3 separate regions of the Sus scrofa genome follow, and all the other regions are linked to region 3. The links are chromatin contacts, called in public HiChIP or PLAC-seq maps. All regions are on one chromosome and are shown on one strand. Each heading gives the region's core, a stretch centred on a gene start, on an enhancer-like site or on the middle of the called end of the contact. The rest is flanking DNA. Distances are from core to core; before and after follow the strand shown. Region 1 holds the start of C9H1orf74 (UPF0739 protein C1orf74 homolog). Region 2 holds the start of CAMK1G (calcium/calmodulin dependent protein kinase IG). Region 3 holds the start of G0S2 (G0/G1 switch 2).

Region 1 (4,580 bases), core at 1,037-3,536, 100 kb before region 3:
GCCTGGGAACCTCCATATGCCGCAGGAGCGGCCCAAGAAATGGCAAAAAGACAAAAAAAAAAAAAAAAAAAAAAAAAAATAGCAGTTTCTTCTTTCCCCATCCCCGTCCTTTTCAGAACACTGGCAGAGTGCACGCAGGGCTCCCTCTCTGGTCCTGATGCCAGGTATCCTTTCTTGGAGACTCAGTCGGCTCTCCCCTTTGGTGGCGACACCACTCACTCCCTTGGTGTTTTTAACTTCCTTGCCTTCACCTTGCTTAGGGCTGGGAAGGGAGTTAGGTGTGTCACCAGCTTTTTGTTTTTGTCACTGTCCACCCCACTGAACTAGATTAGTTGTAGGCATAAATGGGGAGGGCAAGGCTTGGATCTAGGCTGGCCTCTCACCCATATAGTTAGGTCCCTGGCTATATGTTCCCATAGCACCCTATACTTCCTCTTTCAGAATAATCAATTCCCTTGCAATTGTTCAGCATTCGTGTCCTGCCTGACTACTTCAAGTTTGTAAACTTGCTGAAGATAGGGACTGTTTGTCTTGGACTTTGCTGCCAGCTCTTAGCACAGTGTCTGGTACCTAGTGTGTTCTCAGATATTTATGGTTAGAATAAATGAACTAAGTCATTTTAGGGACTGACTGCTAACTACTGTGAGAAATTAAAATAAATATGGGGAAGGAAAAAAGTCCTAAAATTAGCTTCTAGTCTCTGCTTCTGAGTCCCTCTGAGTTAAGAACCAGGGTTAGAATGGGAGCCCCTACAAGCTTGCCCTCCTTGCAGGCTGGCCCCACCTTTATTCCTCAGGGGTCTCTACACAGTCTGCAGATACTACTAAGATGGAGCCTGTGTAGGCGCCTGCAGTTCCCTTAGCCTTTGCCTATTTATTATCTATCAATGAACTTCGGCCATTTATTCAGAGACAAATTTTTTCAAGAAATTCTTTCCCTCTGTGAGATGGGTCATAATGCTGGTAAAGAAGTTAAACTTTCAGTGAAATAACTGTTTTTACCTGATGATTTGATTGAAAAGTGTTTAGGGGGTTCCGTTGTGGCTCAGCGGTTCATAAACCCGACTAGTATCCATGAAAACATGGGTTCGAACCCTGGCCTCGCTCAGTGGGTTAAGGATCCAGCGTTACTGTGAGCTGTGGTGTAGGTCAAAGACACCGCTCAGATCCCACATTGCTGTGGCTGTGGGGGAGGCTGGCAGCTATAACTATGATTCCACCCATAGCCTGGGAACTTCCATATGCCACGGGTGCAGCCCTAAAAAGACAACAACAACAAAAAAAAGTGTCTGCATCTCTGCCTCTTATTTCTCACTTTGAAGTCAGCAAACAGAATTCGACCAAACTGAGCTCCAGGAAGGAGGGGTTTTTGTCTGTTATGTACACTGCAGTAAGTACCTCCAGCACCTAAAGCAGGCCTAGTACACATGTGTCCAGGGTGAAGACTCATGCCTTCACACCGTGCTTAGAAATGGCAAACCTGGAGTTCCCGTCGTGGCGCAGTGGTTAACGAACCCGACTAGGAACCACGAGGTTGCGGGTTCGACCCTGGCCTTGCTCAGTGGGTTAAGGATCCGGCGCTGTCGTGAGCTGTGGTGTATGTAGGTCGCAGACGCTGCTCGGATCCCGCGTTGCTGTGGCTCTGGTGCAGGCCGGCGGCTACAGCTCCAACTAGACCCCTAGCCTGGGAACCTCCATACGCCTCAGAAGAGGCCCTGGAAAAGGCAAAAAGACAAAAAGCAAACCTTGGCCAGGACACTTCTCCACCCACTTCTCAGACCTCAGCCTCTCAAATTTAGGATTTAGGCAGGTCAAAGCAAAAACAAAAAAAACTTTGCAGCACCACCCACAGGTGAAAGTATCACGCAAAACACGTCGCTTGCCTTGAGATATTTCGTTTGCAGGGGAAAGCGTCCTTCTCCAGACACAAATCAAAGGTGTTTCTGCTCGGCGTGCCCCGCTTCTGCCTCCCTGGTCAAACGGGACACTGGACTTAAAAACAACACACAAGCGAAGAGCTGGCGGCTTCAACCGGTCCCGCCTCCTTCCGTCCACTCCCTTCCCTTCCTCTTCCGGCGCAGGGGGGCGGGGCCGGGATCAGCCGGGCCGGAAGGGGCCGGACCTCAGGCACCAGCACTTCCGGTATGCAGCCGCGCGGCCTGCCGGTGGTTCCTACGCGGGGAGCGCGAGAGGACCGGGTGACGTTACGGAAAGCGGCGGGACAGGGCATGTGCTGGGCATGCGCAGCAGGCAGACCTCGCCTCCCCGGCCCCTGCGGGCGGTAAGGGACCTCCCCTTGCGGGCGGGACTTCTAGCTTCGCGGCGGAGCACAGGGTCTCGCGGCCTTCCGGGCAGCGGGCAGGAAACTGGAAGGGGTTCCTGAGCCCGCGAATCTGCAGGGGAAGTAGAAGGACGTCTGTGTGTGCAAGGGAGACCTCTGCCTCATTTACTAAATCCCTGTACTGTGCCCAGGAAAGGGCGTGGGGGTTGAGGTGAGCCTGTCGTCCGAGGGCCAGTGACTGTCCACCAGTAGGGGGAGGCGGGGCCTGCAGAAGTTGCAAGACAAGCCTCTTGCAGTTCCAGCCAATTTAACTTATTTACTTTGTGTCTCAACATGAGATGTTTGGTAGTCCACATTCTAGTGTGTATCGTTTAATCAGACCGCTATTCTTACAACTATTCTTGGCCGGAAGAGAAAGAGGAGTTGGCAATGAAAAGAGTACATGTGGAACCTACTCTGTCTCAGAGGACAGTTTTAGGTGAAATGCTCTGAATTTTGCCAGAGAGTGCTCTGCTTCTTTTCGGCCCCGACCTCCTTCAGGTGTGAATCAGAGAAGGTAAATTACAACAGGAAAATTTAGGAGGGAAGCCAGAGAGAGTGTAAATATAACCTTAAGGCCAGAGAGACAGTTGAATTTGGAACTAAGAGAGACTAAGTCACCAAAAAATCAGGGTGCCATTGGTGATGCCGTTTTATCTGGGCTGGGTTAGCATTCCAAAGCAGAGGGAGGGGAAGTGACCTCTGGAAGATGCTGTAAGACTTAAGGGAAGGCTATTGTCAGGTTTCCTGGTATGTCACTGGCTGGTGCTAATAATCCCCTGCTACTGCTTTGTTTTTAGGCCCTTCTTCAAGTGTCTGGAGCTCAGAGATGCAGCCCAGGGGAGGGAACTGTGACTAGTTAAGGAGGCCATGCTTACTGTTGCTTCCAGAGTCCATGTCAACACTGAGTCTTCAGCTGCTGGTGGCAGCTGCTCAGCAGACCCTGGGCATGGGGAGGAGCCGGGGCCCACCCCGAGCCGTGTGCCTTCATCTAGCCGGAGAGGTGCTGGCTGTGGCCAGGGGACTTAAGCCAGCTCTGCTCTATGATTGCAACTGTGCAGGGGCAGCAGAGCTCCAGAGCTATCTGGAGCAGCTGCAGGGCCTGGGCTTCCCGACCCGGGGGCTTCACATTCTTGAGATTGGAGAAGACAGCCTGATTGTCTGTCCTGAGCGTGTGTGTCAGCACTTGGAGCAGGTGCTGCTTGGTTCCGTAGCCTTTGTGGATGTTTCCAGCGCTCAGCCTCACCCTTCCGTCTGCTCCCTGGACCAGCTTCAGGACTTGAAGGCCCTCCTGGCTGAGATCATCGCTCATTTGCAGGGACTGAAGACGGACCTGTCCCTGGCAGTCTCCAGCAGCAGGCTCTGTTCCTCAGACTGGAATCTCTGTACTGTGTTTGGGATCCTCCTGGGCTATCCTGTCCCCTATACCTTTCACGTGAGCCAGGGAGGTGACAATTGCTTAGCCCTGACTCCACTACGGGTATTCACTGCCCGGATCTCTTGGCGACACAGTCAACCACCAGTCTTGCTCTATTCCTTTAGCGTCCCAGAGAGCTTGTTCCCGGCCCTGAGGGACATTCTAAATACTTGGGAGAAGGACCTTAGAACTCGATGTAGGACTCAGAATGACTTTGCTGACCTCAGCATCTCCTCCGAGGTGGTCACCCTGCCTGCTGTGGCCCTCTGACTGTAACTCTTTCCTCGCATAGAAGGTGCTCGGTAAGTGATCAGCTCTTGTTAAGGACGGCAAATAGGTATGATCTCAAGTACCAGACACTGGGGAAGAATGCTGTAATACATTTTCCATTTCTGTGCTAAGGGGTCCTCTGGATTTAGCTGAGATGTCTGTTGTTTTTTTCACTGGATGGAAGATAGAGGGAAGGATTGTGGAGAAGGAGGGAAGGTGCCGGAGGACGAGTAACGTGCCCGCGTGTGGAAGTGTACCCATCCCTGCCCTGTGTGCGGAGTGTCTGCCAGGGATCAAAGGGCCGGGCTTTGCTGCTTGTTGGTTTACCTCCAACGGACCTGGGCCAGGGAGAGTAGACCGGGTGGCTTAAGTGTCTTCTCTCTGAGTGATGTGTCACTCAGCAAAGAGCTGAGAGTTCTGAGGAACAAAGACTGTCAGGTGAAGTTTATTTGTTTGTTGTTACAGCAGAGTAGAAAAACAATAAAGTCAGAAATCTCAGTGAATTGGACAAACCCAAACCTTTAAAGGTACTCAAGCCTTCTGAGTCTTTTTGTGGCGTTTCTTGCCTCTGATT
Region 2 (4,607 bases), core at 388-2,887, 83 kb after region 3:
AGAAGAGGATATATCGTGCTGGGCGGTGCAGGCCGAAGGAGGCAGATGCCATGTGTCATCATGTTTGCAACTCGTTTACATTGTTTGCAAATTGTCCAGTGAAGTAAGTGTGTGTGTGTGTGTGTGTGTGTGTGTGTAAAACAAATACAGTGAAATGTCATGAACCGTTGAATCTAGGAGGGAGTTACATTGGTGTCCCCATTCTATTATGTCACCTGTTCTTAAACATTTTCGAAGCTGACAGTTAGAGGCAGAAGCTACCCGGGTGACTCCAACGTCCCCTACAAGCGGGTGGCCGGCCACTGAGCTCCCTGAGGGCAGCGAGCGCTGCTTCCGACTGTCCTTCGGCGCCCGTCTGAGCAGACCGTGGACGGTTCTCGTCAACCTGGGCTTCCTTCTTCCTCCTCCTCTTGGGCTTTGGGACGTTTAGCAAATCATTTCCGATTCACTGATGCCTGCTGTCTCTCTCTCTCCTGCCTCACCCCCGTCTTTCGCCGCCCCCCATCTTGGCAAAGGCCCTTTTCCGAGGGCCGATGCTCTGATGATCAGGGCGGCCCTGAGACCCTGCCTGCTGGGGATGGAAGGGCGCAGAGGCCTCCTCTCGGGCCCGAGCCAGCAACTCTGTGGCTCCAGGGAGACGGCGGGCGGCCTCACTGCCCGGGGTCACCGCCTCCCAGCCAGGCGGAGGGAGCCAAACTCAGCCGGAGTTGGCTAAAGGGCAAGCTTGCTCGAAGGGACAGCGCACTCAGGGCCCTTCGCGTCCCGGTCCAATTCGCCAGGGCTAATGAGCTGACCAGCTGGGGATCCGAGGCCACGGGAGCAGGTGGCCCAGGGCCGCTGCCAGGCTTCGTCAGAGGCTGCGCCCTCCAGGAGGAGAGGCCAGACTACGTGGAGCGTCAGCTCCAGACAAGCCGTCTCTGCTCTGCCGGCCGTGTAATCGTTGTCAAGGGGAGGCCCCGACAGGCCGGAGGCAGGCGAGGCTACAGTGTGACTTTATTTTTCCAACATGGTATTTAAATACAGACCAGAGAGGAGGGTGGTGATGGGAGCGGAGTCAGGTGTGTGTGCCCATTGCACCCGAATCCACCCACAGCAGACAGCGGGTCTGACCTGTTCACGGGCGGGGAGAGGGGGGTTGGGGGAGAGAGGAGGAAGCCAGCCGGGTGACTTGGCCCAGGAGGGTTCTAGGGCCACTGGATCGCCCGAAGTGCTCCAGAATGCCTCTCTCCTGCGGCCAGAGCAGAACTCACAAGCTGTCACAGATCCGCAAGCGGGGCGGGGGCGCTGGGGGTGAGGATGCAGACCCGTGGGCAAAGAGCTGGACTGTCCTCTGTATTAGCTCAAGGGGCCTGTCCCTAACCTGCCCCCTGAAGCCCCTGCTCTACGCCCCGATGGCTGTGGAGATGCTCTTGGGGCAGCCCCCGCCTGGCTCTATCACTGGCTGCTGGTCCAGGCTGACTCCCTCCCAGCCACCCACCACGGGGAGCCCAGCCCCCGCTCTCAGCCCCCGACTCACGATCCCAGCACTTCCATGAAGATGAAGGTTTTCCGGATGTTGGTGGTCTGTTTCTTCCAGGAACTGCAGTCCTCGTCTTCCTTCCGACCCATGGCCTCCAGAGTTGAAGCTTCCAGGGGTGCTTGGTTTGAGGAAGGGAGGAAAGGGGCTGATCAGCTAATGTCTCAAATCGGGTGAGAACAGGTGGAAAAAGAAGCTAAAATACTCACATCCATCATGTAACAACTAGAAGGAAGGATTAGGAGCTAACCTTGGATAATTGGCAAAAAATTATCCACTTTCTTTGTATCTATCTACTTTTTTTTTTTTTTCTTTTTAGGGCCGCACCTGTGGCATGTGGAGGGCCTCAGGCTAGGGATTGAATCAGAGCTGCAGCTGCTGCTCTAAACCACAGCTCATGGCAACGAGGATCCTTAACCCACTGAGCGAGGCCGGGGATGGATGTGAGTCGAGCTCATTACCCCTGAGCCACGACCGGAACGCCTCCGCTTGCTTTTTAAATTCACGACAAATTTCGCTGAGCATCTGCTCGATGCCCGTCATGCTCGCCCTAGGCTCCAGGAGTTTAGAAGCTAGTAGTTGAAACTCCACTGTGTACACGTCTATTTAAGGGCAGTAATGCACACGTGTGTAGATTAACAAGGGCCCGTCCACCTTGGAGGGATCTGAGCTGTTCCTTATGCTATCAAGTGGCGGCCGAGGCATTTAGTCAAACTACTGAGTCAGCCAACCTTCTTTCCATTGTCACAGCTCGGCTGCCTCCCCCAGTTACTGCTATTCTTAACTTCTCGCTACTGTTACGGGTTAAATAAATGAATACTTGATGAATGAGCATTGTGTTTCCTCTGTAACTCCCACGGCATCGAGCACAGTGCTGGGAAGATAGTTATTCATTAAAGTCTAAGCTGGATCGTGTCCTGACTTTATTTCAGAGTTATCCAGTTACCATATGCATTCCACGAGCCAGCACCCTCCACGTGCCAGGTGCTGGACGGTGTCTCTCTGAATGACACCTTTGGGACACTCTCCCTGTTGACCCATGTATATCCTTGGTTTCCTGTTGGGACTCTGATCGATGACCTGGGACATGGCAAACCAGAGAGGTGGCCTTAGCTTCTAGTGACGTATATAGAGCAAATCTCGACTCTTTTATAGGGATGGACCAGAATGACTGTCCGAAGATGCAATTATCTAGCTCAGGTTATAGAGCGAATCGTTTGCATTCTAGATTTTTCTTAGTCAAGACTAAGAACAGAAGCTGTGTCTCCCCCACTGTATCAGCTGCATTCCAGCCTCCCAATACCTGGTTCTAGTGTCTTTTTTTTTTTTTTTTTTTTTTTGTATTTTTAGGGCTGCACCTGCAGCATATGGAGGTTCCCAGGCTAGGGGTCAAATTGGAGCTGTGGAAGCTGGCCTACATCACAGCCACAGCAACTCAGGGTCTGAGCCACGTCTCTGACCTATACTGCAGCTCATGGCAACGCTGGATCCTTAACCCACTTAGCAAGGCCAGGGATTGAACCTGCATCTTTTTTTTTTTTTTTTTTGTCTTTTTGTCTTTTGTTGTTGTTGTTGTTGCTATTTCTTGGGCCGCTCCCACGGCATATGGAGGTTCCCAGGCTAGGGGTTGAATCAGAGCTGTAGCCACCAGCCTACGCCAGAGCCACAGCAACGCGGGATCCGAGCCACGTCTGCAACCTACACCACAGCTCACGGCAACGCCGGATTGTTAACCCACTGAGCAAGGGCAGGGACCGAACCCGCAACCTCAAGGTTCCTAGTCGGATTCATTAACCACTGCGCCACGACGGGAACTCCTGAACCTGCATCTTAATGGATGCTAGTCAGATTCATTTCTGTTGAGCCACGGCGGGAACTCCTAGTGTCTTGTTTAGTGTTTTTTAATATGTTTTTAGATGAATGAGTTCCTGTTACACTACATTGCAAGGTAAGATCATTATGGTAACTCAGCTTATAACTCAGTGGTCAGACAGACAGTACAGGGACAGCCCTGCGTTTCTGGGGCCAGCAGGCTGGAGGAGCCAGGCGAAGGGCACGTGAGCTAATACACACACAGTACAAGGCGCCAGGAAACCACGAAAGTGCAAAACTTGAGCTTGTAATAGAGACAGTCAGGGAAGGTCTTTCTTTTTAAAAAATATTTTTAAAAATTTGGCCACAACTACGGCATTTGGAAGTTCCCAGGCCAGGGGCTGAACCCACACCGCAGCAGGAACCCAAATCACAGCGGTGACAACGCCCAGTCATTAAACCACTCAGCCACCAGGGAGCTGCAGGGAGGGTCTTCCTGAGACGAAGGTCAGGGGCGGTCTTTCTGAGCAGGTCACACCCAAACTGAGATGGGAAGTCAGTGCAGGAGCCAGCCAAGCCTCCAGTGGGTGAAGAAGCATTTTGGCAGAAGGCATAAAATACAACGGTTCAGAGGGGGAAGGGGCCTGAAGGGGCCCTGCGTGGCATGGAGTGGACGAGGTCAAATGTAAAATTTGCTGCCACGGCCCTTTTTGCTGCCTGGTGAGGGTGGGACTTCATGGGGAAGATTTTATAGGAAATAAAGAAACTGAGTTTTCTTGGCACGTTGTAGTCGTGTGTATAAATGCGCAGCCTGGCTGTATGATAATTGGTGGCTGTTATTACGAGAAGCACGTGTGAGACCTGTCAAGCCTTCCTTAGCATTCGATACAGCTGAGCATAGATCAGGTGCATCCTTTTAGCTCCAGGCCTGTATCTTGATTCTCTCCTTTTGGCAGGATGGAAGCCCAGAGGGACCACAGCATTTCAGGGCGCCAGGCACTGGCCAGAGGAGGCGTTGCCAGCAATGCAATGGTGAGCTGACCTTGAACTTCAAGTGTGCTGTCTACAGGGTGGAGACAAATGAAACTCGACTGTCAGAGACTACTTTAGGGAAGACGAAATGTTAGAAGAGAGGGCCATCTCTAGCCAGGTACTCTTCGGCAGATCCTTAGCCCCAAATCCAGCAGCTTCCACCTATCAGAGTGTTTGGCGTCTGGGCTTGGCCCGAATGCTTCTCACTGTCTTGACTCACTACAGCTGAGAAGTCTTTTTGTTTTTG
Region 3 (4,172 bases), core at 628-3,127:
AGGGTACCCCAGCCTGGCAGTGGATGTTTGGGGGCCAGTGTGCTGGAGAGTGCAGGAGGTGGTCTGACACGTTGACAGCTGGACCAGGTGGTGGGAGAATAATAAACCTAACAGACAAGGCACTTGCGAAGGAGAACTGGAGGAATGAGTGTGGGTGAACTCCTGAGAGATTCTGGACGCTTCAGGTGAGGCTGTGTCACCTTAATATAAGGTCAAGTTTCCCATTTGGGAAACTAGGAGGACAGTGTTTCCACTGATAGTCTTCTTTCCCCTTGATAAATCTCACCTTCTCCTGACCCTGCTTTCATGTGGAGTGATAAGGATCGATTGGGGGCAGAGACAGCACTTGCTCCGGGCCAGGAACACTGGGTAGAATTCGAGCTGGCAGAAATAAAACGGAAGGGTTTATTGCGGAAGAGGGTGGTGGTGGAGCGAGTCTGGGCATCGTTACGTTTAGCGAAAATGCATGGCTCTTGATGGCGAGAGTGACACATCTGCACCTGGACAGGGCAGAGACGTATTAAAATGGAGAGGAGAGTGGCATCAGGCCCATGTCCCTTGCCACCTCTTTAAGAGCCATTGCTTAAAATTTCCGGAGCTGACACTGGACTAGCTGTTACTACAGAGCAAGCGCTGTCCCTGGAGGAAGAGGACTCAGGCCTGGGATAACCAGTCTTTTCTCCTTCTAACTTAGAGTTTCTTACTGTGATTTGACTTTGTGAGGAGGAAGGCTGGGTAGAGCCAGATAATCCAGTTAAATGTTCTTGGGAGGCTGTTTTCCCTCTTTGCCTGCCAGCTAGCCAGTTCCCGCCCCCCGCCCCCCTCCCCACTAAAATGCAGTTAGCAAGAAAGAGGCATCAGTCATGGGAGCCTCTGGTTGTGCAGGTGTGAGATGGCAAATAAGTTTTCTACCCTAGAATTCATCAGTGTCTCTCACTCACTCTAGCCCAGAAGTTGATCGATCCTCTGCTCTTCAAATGGTGAGTCCAGTGGGACTTAGAAATACGTTCCTCTCGTCCCACTGGTAACACAAAGCAAAAACAAATCCTCCACAGACTTGTAAGCATGTAGCATCCACATGGGAGCCCTGGGCAGGGAAGCAGGTATGGCCTGATCTTCAGGCGACCCCCTTCAGCAGCATGCCCGGCCCCCTACTGCCCGCCCCAGGGAACCGTGCTGCTCTGGAATCCGAGGCTGAGATAAAGTACAAAACGGTTTTTATTTCAAAATGCACAAGGGTGTTCACTGAACACCCACTGAAATCATTATCATCATCACAGTATAACAATAATAACGTAGACAGCACTTCTCGGCCTAGTGCAAAGGGCCAGGTAACTCCGCTCAGGTGCCTCGTTCTGGACTGGGCCTTCCGCGGTGCTGCACAGCAGCAAAACTCATCCCAAACGCCTTAGGGTGGATCCGAGTGTCAGTTCAGTTCTAGCACTCAGGGGCTTCTCAGAAGCAAGTCCAAACGTAAGGCGACGCTCTGGCTCGCCCTCCTCGCCGTCTCTCCGCCACCCTCCGCGGCCCCGCAGGGTTCCTAGGAGGCGTGCAGCCGGTGGGAGAGGGCCCGGCAGCCCCGGCCCGTCTGCCGCCGCTTGTCCTTCTCCAGCTGGGCCGGCTCCGGGGGCGCCTTTCGCTCCCGGGCGGCCCGCAGCTCGGCCACGGCGGCCTCCCGGTCCCGCAGGCGGCCGGCGGCCGTGAAGGGGCTGCACACGGTCTCCATCAGGCCGAGCACCGCGCCGAGAAAGGCCAGCAGGCCGCCCAGCAGGTACAGCTTCACCAGCTTGCGGCTGGGCTTGTGGGCCATCAGCTCCTTGGCCAGAGGCATCAGCTCCTGGATCGTTTCCATCTCGGCTCCGGGCTCTCGGGCCGGGGTGACCTGCGGGGGCAGCGGAGCAGGGAAGGGGCCCGTTAGCCACCGGGGACGGCTGCCGCCTCCTGCGCCGCCCGCCCGCGGCTCCCTCGGAGGAGGCCCGCAGACCCGGCAGCCCGCCCGAAACCCCGCGTCCTTCGCCGCTGGCTTCACCTGAAGGCCCGCGCGAGCGGGAGGCAGCGCTGGCACAGCCGGCAATCGCCGAGGGCGTGGGTCCCGCGCCTCCGCCTGCTCCGCCTCCGCAGCCGCGGCTCTTCGGGATGGAGACGCAGCAACTGGCCCTGAGGACGCAGCAACTGGCCCCGGTCAGCGCCCCGGGGCACTTTATAGTTTCCCTCCGAGCCCCGCCTCCCGGGCTCCGGGCGCTGGGGCTGCTGCTGCGAGAGCCGGAGAGGAGGGGGAGGAAGGGGACGGGGAGGAAGAGCAGGGGGAGGAAGCGGAGAGGGGGGCGGGGGGGGGGTGGAAGCGGGCCAGGGACCATGAGGGAGGCGGCCGAGAGCTGTGCCCGAGGGCGCTGGGGCTGCGGGGGAGGGCGAGCCAGGCTGCACGCGCGCGCGGACGAGGACCGGCGGCCCGGGCAGGTGTCCGCATCCGTTGGCGGTGTGGGTGGGCCAGAGCTTGCCTCGGGCCAGGGGGCAGTCTGAGAAGGACCCCTTATGAGGACACCCGGGGTGCTCCCCAACTGAAAAGTCAGTTTTTATTCGGAAAGTTTGTCATCGTCCCACACGTGTAGGGATGAAGGTAGAAGGCAAGGGTCTCCAGGCTGTGGAAGGCAGTTTGTCCTTGGACTTTCTCCTCCTGGTGAAAAGTAGGCGCTTGCATTGCTAGAGCCGTATGACAGACTCGTTGAGAGTGCCCTTTATGCATAGATGTGCGTTTACGTGTGTGTGCGTTTGTATGTGTGCTTCTGCGTCTCAGGGATCTGCCATTAAATCCAAATTGTCCTCGTTCCGTTTGGGAAGTGCAGTTGGGGCCTGGGAGGAGGTGAGCATGGAAGGGATAAAAGTTTGCCTGCATCTCATGCTCTCCTCGGTAATTACACACCGCTTCCCCAGATCTGGGGCCACACAGCTGTACCAGCTCAGCTTGGCATAGAAACAGTTTAGGAGCAGAAGGGTGGGAGCAGACAGTTTGGGTAAGAGGCTAAAGGATAGAGAGCGTTCTTGGAAGCATGAGGAAGGTAGGGTTGACATTAACCAGGATTAAGCATCATCCACCGTTATGGGGGGTGTTCTGGCTTAGCTTGGATTATCCACACCCCAGAGTCAGCAAGTAGGGGAAGAGGAGAGACCTCTTCAAGTACAGCCAGGGAGCCAGCAGGGAGAGGAGGGGAAATCAGATGGACGGAGAATTGCAGAGGTCGGTGACGCAATCTTACAACAGCCTGTGCACGTCCGTCAGGCCGGGCTCTGCGGGCAGGAACCCAGGGAAGGCTGTTTCAGGGAGCACATATTTGGGTCGTTAGAAATTGTAGCCAGTAATCTTTCTTTGGGGTCTGAGGCAATTTTCTAGCCAGTTTAATTTTAAAAAGGCAGTAATAACAACTGCCCTTCGTTTTGGCTATTAGTAGTTCAGTTAGTAGCGTTTCTGCGTATGGACTGGGCAAGGTGACCTAAAGAGCTTCTTTGAAATTCTACATTTTCGTCTGTGCACGAGCAGTCGAGGTGACAAGGGGCCAAATAGGGATGATTCCTAGAGGCTTGTGTCCCCTGCCTATTATTCTTTTTAACCTTGTCAGGCAGGACAATTATGTAACAAGTCAGATGAATATGAGTCTTGACATTTTCTTTGAATCTTCCTTGTGATTTTGGAGAAGTCTCTAGTAACTGGCAGAAATGATCTATGAGCTTTCTCAAGATCTGGGAGACTTTCAAACATTGCGGCTTCTGGGAGAGGCTGTGCCGTGCACCTCAAAATTGGGGCTTTCACGTGGTTTCCGCTCTGAAGGTGAGTCAGCCCTTTGGAGCTTTGGACCCAAAACTCCGAAATTGACTCTTCAGCAAGCATTTCCGGTATTTCTGTAACTCGAAGACGCAAACTGCACATGGTCCAAGGTCAGCAGGCTGTCATTCATCTGGGGTTCCCCCTTCATGTGGTTGGCCGCAGTAGGACACATCACCACCTTGGGTGGGGTCCCCTCTTCCCCTCTCTGATAACCCAAGTTTGACCCCCAGGCCCTACCAGCTTGCTAGGCAGGGCTGGGCAGAGAGGGCGGCTCACGGCACGGATTGGGGTCGCTGGTGGATTTGGTGTTCCTGGGTTAGCTGGTTGCTGGGGCTGAGTGCGAGATGGTGGG

Evidence for each region. HiChIP or PLAC-seq counts read pairs in DNA pulled down with a chosen protein or histone mark.
Region 1: a contact with region 3 is called in an H3K27ac HiChIP or PLAC-seq map of alveolar macrophages. The contact joins the promoter of C9H1orf74 here to the promoter of G0S2 in region 3. A contact is called at or near these places in 2 of 47 Hi-C or Micro-C datasets (liver and skeletal muscle) and 2 of 2 datasets of contacts at active chromatin or transcription factors (alveolar macrophages and skeletal muscle).
Region 2: a contact with region 3 is called in an H3K27ac HiChIP or PLAC-seq map of skeletal muscle. The contact joins the promoter of CAMK1G here to the promoter of G0S2 in region 3.

The regions. Positions count from the first base shown.
Region 1 is chr9:133,185,585-133,190,164 of Sscrofa11.1, forward strand. It overlaps C9H1orf74 (UPF0739 protein C1orf74 homolog), which reads left to right and starts at 2,287. Exons shown (of 3, transcript XM_021063892.1): 1 at 2,287-2,491; 2 at 3,120-4,038. The coding sequence starts at 3,215. The coding sequence ends at 4,006. TRAF3IP3 (TRAF3-interacting JNK-activating modulator) reads right to left here. Exons shown (of 15, transcript XM_021063884.1): 15 at 4,436-4,580.
Region 2 is chr9:133,368,806-133,373,412 of Sscrofa11.1, forward strand. CAMK1G (calcium/calmodulin dependent protein kinase IG) reads right to left here and starts at 1,638. Exons shown (of 13, transcript NM_001243934.1): 1 at 1,517-1,638. The coding sequence starts at 1,608. It overlaps LOC110255539 (a long non-coding RNA gene), which reads left to right and starts at 3,328. Exons shown (of 3, transcript XR_002336075.1): 1 at 3,328-4,360.
Region 3 is chr9:133,285,865-133,290,036 of Sscrofa11.1, forward strand. G0S2 (G0/G1 switch 2) reads right to left here and starts at 1,878. Exons shown (of 1, transcript NM_001286804.1): 1 at 1,461-1,878. The coding sequence starts at 1,852. The coding sequence ends at 1,541.